2 separate regions of the Mus musculus genome follow, and region 1 is linked to region 2. A link is a contact called in public promoter capture Hi-C data. All regions are on one chromosome and are shown on one strand. Each heading gives the region's core, a stretch centred on a gene start, on an enhancer-like site or on the middle of the called end of the contact. The rest is flanking DNA. Distances are from core to core; before and after follow the strand shown.

Region 1 (3,052 bases), core at 238-2,737, 100 kb after region 2:
AAGGGCCAAAGTGGGGAAACCTGAAGGGGGACCCCACTCAGTGTGATAAGCCCACAGTCAGGCAAGGCCCCCTGAAATCTAGAGCCCTGGTTTGTTGCAGAGAGTGAAAGGCATGTTAGAGAAAGGTCTGGACTCCATCAGGATCTGTGGGTGTCCCAGGTGACAGAACAGGGTGAGGAGAAAGAGGGGCACACTCAGGACAATAAGAGGAGCTGAGAAGAAGCAGGGTCCTCCCTCCTCCATAGCCTCTCAGGCCCTCCCCACCTGTCACCCCTGCCCTGGCTTTTGTTTTATTTCCAGCAGAGAAGATGAAGGAGTGCGAGGCCTGTTTATGGGAGTCATAAAATGTACCTCCAGCTAGCCCAGCGGGGCTCACACCACCAACAGTGAGAGAGTCAGTGAGCAGGCTCTCAGCTGCCTCCACTCTCTGCGCTCTCTCTCTCTCTCTCTCTCTCTCTCTCTCTCTCTCTCTCTCTCTCTCTCTCTCTCTCTCTCTCTGATTCTGTTCCCTTCTCTGTCCCTTTCTCAGGTTCCCTTTCTTTCCTTCCTTCCTCTTCCTCCCCCAACCCACATCCTCCTCTTTTCCTCTGGTTTTTGGAGACAGAATCTTACCGTATAAGCAGGCTTGCATCCAACTCATGCTCCTCCTGCCTCAGTCTCCCTGAGTACCACACACACCCGGCACAATTACTTTTTGCCACTGGAATTTCACTCCAAAGCTTGTCTTGGGGTTTGACTGACAGCTTTTGTCTGCACCGCCTCAGTGGCTAGACCCACGATTTACACCCCACCCCACCCCCACCCTCCCACCCCCGCAAGGCTCGGAGGTCCCAGGCTGCTCCCCTAGGGGCAGCTGAGAGGGCTTCATCCAGGCTAAGGGCCTTCCTGAACACAGGGCTCAGAAGGACAGAGGCACACACATCCCTGAGGGAAGCACAGCAGCTCAATACTTTGCCACTTCTAGACACACACTGGAGCCTCGGGCCGACAGCCCCCTTGTCCCCCCAGGGGAGACAAGGGACAGAAACGGAGCAAGAAGACAAACGAAAATATAAGCTTGGTTCTTTCCTGTGCCTGGTTTGCTTTAATCCCGTCTCATGGTTAGACAGGAGAGACAGAGACAGAAGAGTGACCAGAGAGGAGGGGCAAAAAGCTACTGCAGACCCCTGGCGGCCAGGCAGGGAGAGAGCAAGAAGCAGTGAGGACCAAGAGGGAGGGTGGGGACCGCGGGAAGCTCCAGACACAAGACCCCGCGAATCTGACATACAAAGGCCAAGGTGGGTGGAGGCAGACCTGGAGTCCAGGAAGAGGAGAGGAGGAGGGAGGGGACAGCACGGAGGGAAGAAGGGGAGGCAGAGAAGGAGAGGGAGGAGGGGACTCAGAGGAGAGGGGAGGGACAAGACAGGAGAGGGGCCGCTCGGGAGGAGGCCCCGCTCCGGCAGACAGCGGGTTAAGCGTCTCCGCGTGAACTTCCGGATGTGACACAGGCCGGGCCCGTGTGAGCGGAGGAGCCGCCGCCACCCTCGGCCGCGATCCGCGGGTCTTGGCCACTCGGAGACCCTGGCACCCGGCGGGGACCTCGGGGACCTCCTGCCGCGATGAGCTCCAGGCCGTGACCTCCCGAGCCCAGGACAGGCGGCGCCGGCTCATGGCCCGGAGGGTAGGTGACTGTGCCGTCCCGCCCTGAGCCTCTTTCTGCCTCTAAATGTCCCTTTTTGCCCCTTAGAGTTCCTTCTGCCCCTCCCTCTATTCCTCTCTGTCACTCTCTCCCCCTCACCCCCCCTCCCCTACTCCCTCTATCTCTTGGGTCTTCCCCATCTCTACCCTCTTCCTGTCTGCTTTTCCCCAGGCTTCTGTTGTCTGAGACCCACCCTGGGGTTAGGGGTGGGACATCTCACCAAGCTGCCAGACAAGGGAGAGCAGGGGAGAGATGCGAGCCCTGAGTGTAGGGAGGTTTGGAGACGAACCTGGCAGGAGGTAAAGACCCCATCGTCTGGGTTCACGGTGGGCAGCTGGGAGCAGGTGAATTCACTTCAGGATGCTTAGAGAAGTTAGCCTGCGGAAGCAAAAGAGGAGTGACAGCCACCCAGATGGCCCAGTGCGCCCAGGTCGGCTGGAGAACACAGGACCCTCTGCCTCATACCAGTGAGCCCTTTGCCTCTTGGCGCCCCAGTCTCCCCACTGCTAAGAACCGTCTTCTACCTGGAGATCAAAGGTCCTGCTGCCCCATTGTGATTCCGTAACAGGAGGACCCAGAAATCTGGCTCCTATACTCTTGTTTCTGGTTGGGACTGTTTGCATGGTAGAATAGGGTTACCCTCCCCCAAATGTATTTATTGACTGTTGTCTGATTGTGCTAAATGTCTTTCATTTCCTCATTCATTCAATTCCAACTTGGTGCTAGGTGCGCTCTGACTGACTGACTGACTGTCTGTCTGTCTCTGTCTCTGTCTCTCTGTGTAAGTATATGTGAATGTTTCTCTCTCTCTCTCTCTCTCTCTCTCTCTCTCTCTCTCTCTCTCTCTCTCTCTCTGTGTGTGTGTGCGTGTGTGTGTGTGTAGTTGTCTCTTGCAATTCGGGGTGTAGTGCTCTAAGCCTGCATGCTCTGGAGAACCTACCCTATAGCATACATGTGCATATGTATCACATGCATGTGCATGTCGGCTGTGTGCCCAACTCTGTGTGGATATGGGTATGGTGAATTTACATGTTGGATGTGATAAATTGTTAAGACATTCAGAGGTGTGTAGTGTAATAGCACTCCAGAGGTCAAAGCAGGAGAATTGCTCTGAGTTCCAGGCCAGCATGGGCTGCAAAGTAAGATTCTATCTCAAAACCAAACAAAGCTGGTAGAGCCCTGCCTAGAATCCCCCAGTGAGGGGGCTGGGGGCGTGGCTCAGTGGTAGAGCCCCTGCCTAGAATCCCCCAGTGAGGGGCTGGGGGCGTGGCTCGGGGGTAGAGCCCCTGCCTAGAATCCCCCAGTGAGGGGCTGGGGACGTGGCTCAGTGGTAGAGCCCCTGCCTTGAATCCCCCAGTGAGGGGCTGGGGGCGT
Region 2 (3,115 bases), core at 359-2,858:
ACCCATACCAGACACATAGCTAACTCTTCATGACCACTGCTGAGCCAGGGAGTGGGATGGGCTAGGGTAAGTTAGAGCTCTGCTCCATCCAGCAGGTCATATTTTCCTGTAGAGGCCTGCTGGGCCCCTGAACCTTTCACCATTACTAAGAGTTTTAATAAAGATTTTTGTTTTGTTGGTTTTTCAAGACAGGGTTTCACTGTGTAGTCCTGGCTGTCCTAAAACTTACTTTTTAGACCAGGCTGGCCTCAACACACATAGATCCATCTGCTTCTGCCTCCCAAGTGCTGCAATTAAAGGCATGTTTCATCACCACATAATAAAGTTTTGTTGTTTTGTTTTGTGTTTCTGTGGTAAGATAGGTGAGAATTATTTGAATTCAATATGAATTTAGTATTTTCTTTCCCTTCCTTCCCTTTTCATTTCTCTCTCCTCTTACCTTTGCTTCCCCTCCCCATCTTTCTCCTCTCTTCATCCCTATCTTCCTTCCTCCCTCTTCTCTTTTCTTTTCTTCTCCTGCTTGTTTTTCCTAGGCCAGTCTTGAACTCCTGGATTCAAGGACTTGTCTCGCTCAACTTCTGGCATGCTAGAAGTATAGGTGGGCACCACTGCATATCCCCTTATCTTTTAATTTGTTTTAAGATCATTCATATATTCTTCTGAGTGAATTTTGATAATCTGTCTATTTCTAGAAATTTGCTCATTGATTTTTTTGTATCTGAGTTCAATGACTTAACACATTGGGTGTGTATTGTAGCCTATCTTCTGTGTGAGTGCACTGTCTAAACACAGTTCTTCATAGTACTTCCTTGTAATCTTTTTTATTTTTAGAATGTGGTTAGTAAAACTTCCTCTTTTATTCCTTTTTGGGGATCAGGGTGATAGGACTATTGAGACAGCATCTCATGAAACACAGGCTGGCCTCAAACTATCTATTTACCCAAGGATATCTTGCCTCCATATCCCAAATGTTGGGACTACAGGCATGCCTGGTTTATGTGATGCTGAGTGGAGCCTAGAAGTTTGAGTGTGCTAGGATAGGCATTTTACTAACTGAGCTACACCCCCAACCTAACTTCAACATTTACTCTATATTAAAACTCATTGTATTTACTTTTTTTTTTTTTTTTTTGTATGAGACTTTCCCAGTCCAGGCTCTTTTACACACACAGTAAGCCTCCCTTTGTGCAGTGGTATTTCATGTGTCTCCTGGCCACATGGAACAAGTGGACAAGCATCCCCAGGCTTAAACTTGGGCCTGGATGTCCCAGTGGACTGACTTGTGCCTGCACAGACTCTAACTTTGAGTTTCCTTGTTGCTGGCCTTGGGATTTTCCTTGCTTGTCTTTTCTGCCTAGACACACATTAAAGTCTATTTGATCTTTCTAATATTTATAACTGGAGGCAGAGGACTCTGCAGTCCACCATGTGTTATTCTTTTGTCTAGTTGACAGATGAGGAAATGGAGTTCATGGATCTTGCCCAAGGTCGTGCAGCAAGGTTAAATGGCTAAGAACAGACCCATCTCAGTGGCTCCATTTTCAAGTCTACATTCTGCCTACTACACCTACCACCTCTTGATTCTAATACGTCCTTGTTCATTTTCAGGAGCTAGCTGCCAGCGAGGGCTCTTCCCTTCCTGACTCTGGACACGGCTTTGCTTGTCTGGAGACGGGCTCTAGCCAGGACCTGGCAGTGGAAAGCCATGGAGCCATACAGTCTTGGGGAAGAGGGAGCACTTCCATCAGAAGGGCACCTCCCATCCTTCTCTGAAAGTCAAGTGCTCAACTGCAGTGACACACTCAACCGGGACCTGGGCCCCAGCACACGGGACCTGCTCTACGCTGGCTTAAGCGGTTTGGACCTTGACCCCAGTCTCTCCACATCTGATATGCCCAGTGAAGTGCTAGAGGACAATCTGGACACCCTGTCCCTATACTCGGGGAAGGACAGTGACTCTGTGAAGCTGCTGGAAGAATATGCAGACTCTGAGTCACAGACCTCCTTACAAGGTGAGGCTGCTCATGGACTGAGCACCTACAGTTCCTGCAGGTAGCCAGGGACTGAATCCGCTGGCATTGGCTAGGAAAGGTCTCCTTAGCTGGGCATGATGATGCCTGCTCATAACTCCAGCATGTAGAATACAAACACAGGAGGAACACTGCAAATAGAGGCCAGCCAGAGCTACATAGTAAGACCCTGACTTCAACATGCTAATAAAGGGAAGGAAGGAAAGGAAAAACAAAACAAAAATCTCTTCTTGTAGAGGAGGCTTTTATCCTACTTTGGAATTGTCAGCTTGTGGGTTCTGGGTGTTAAATACAGGTCCTCAGGCTTCCGTAGCTTGTGCTTTTACCACCGAGCCATCCCACAGACTGGCATCCCCATCTTTGATCTGTGTGGAGGCAGACCATCAGGCTTGTAGGGGACGTTTATATTACTGCTGTATCTCAAGAGCATTTGTCCAGAGTAAGTGGGGATCCTGTCCATTCTGTCTTGTACTAGTCCAGCTTTTCCAGACCTCATGTCATGTAAAATAAGGGGACCCCAATCCTCACATGCCCACTGCTCTAGAACAATGGTGAGACATGAAAAGGAGAAGACTGCAAAAGCCTCCCATAGACCATAATGTACCAGACAGGTGCTTGATTAAATCCTGCTTTGTCTTTTTAAAAGAGGGAGGTCTTGCCATCTTTTCAGAACACTGAGGCTCCATCAGACCTCTTGCCTCAGTCTGTCCAGGAACCAGGACTATAGATTGTGCCATGCCCAGCTAGTTGTTTTTTACAACCAATATTGTCAGTAATACTTCATCTTAAATAGGGCCTTGATTCAGTTCCAAGGTTTTCTCTTCAACCATCGAAGAAAAGGAGAGAATTAGTGAAATAATTGAGCAGCTTGTGTGAGTGTCATTTTAGTTTGCTGTTGGTCTCCTGTGGAAGGGAGTTCTCTTGTTTAATTTTGGTTTGGTTCTGATCCTCTTTATTGGTTCCTGGAAAGTTGCTTCAATGGGTTGACTTGGGTAGAGGTCCAGGGAGTTTATAATCCCACTGTTTGAAGGGAAGTCCACATCTAAATGCCTGAAACTCAGTAATTGGGATTGTGTCTGAGGAAG

Evidence for each region. Promoter capture Hi-C pulls out the DNA fragments that hold promoters and counts their contacts.
Region 1: a contact with region 2 is called in a promoter capture Hi-C map of the HPC-7 cell line. The contact joins the promoter of Meis3 here to the promoter of Zfp541 in region 2. A contact is called at or near these places in 12 of 39 promoter capture datasets (the C10 cell line, the HPC-7 cell line, the SN4741 cell line and 7 more), 1 of 15 datasets of contacts at CTCF or cohesin (the NIH/3T3 cell line), 5 of 484 Hi-C or Micro-C datasets (B cells, Th1 cells, bone marrow-derived macrophages and 2 more), 1 of 115 datasets of contacts at active chromatin or transcription factors (embryonic stem cells) and 5 of 9 other capture datasets (adipose tissue, embryonic stem cells, liver and 2 more).

The regions. Positions count from the first base shown.
Region 1 is chr7:16,173,908-16,176,959 of GRCm38.p6, forward strand. Meis3 (Meis homeobox 3) reads left to right here and starts at 1,488. Exons shown (of 13, transcript NM_008627.4): 1 at 1,488-1,660. The coding sequence starts at 1,649.
Region 2 is chr7:16,070,237-16,073,351 of GRCm38.p6, forward strand. Zfp541 (zinc finger protein 541) reads left to right here and starts at 1,609. Exons shown (of 16, transcript NM_001099277.2): 1 at 1,609-2,012. The coding sequence starts at 1,706.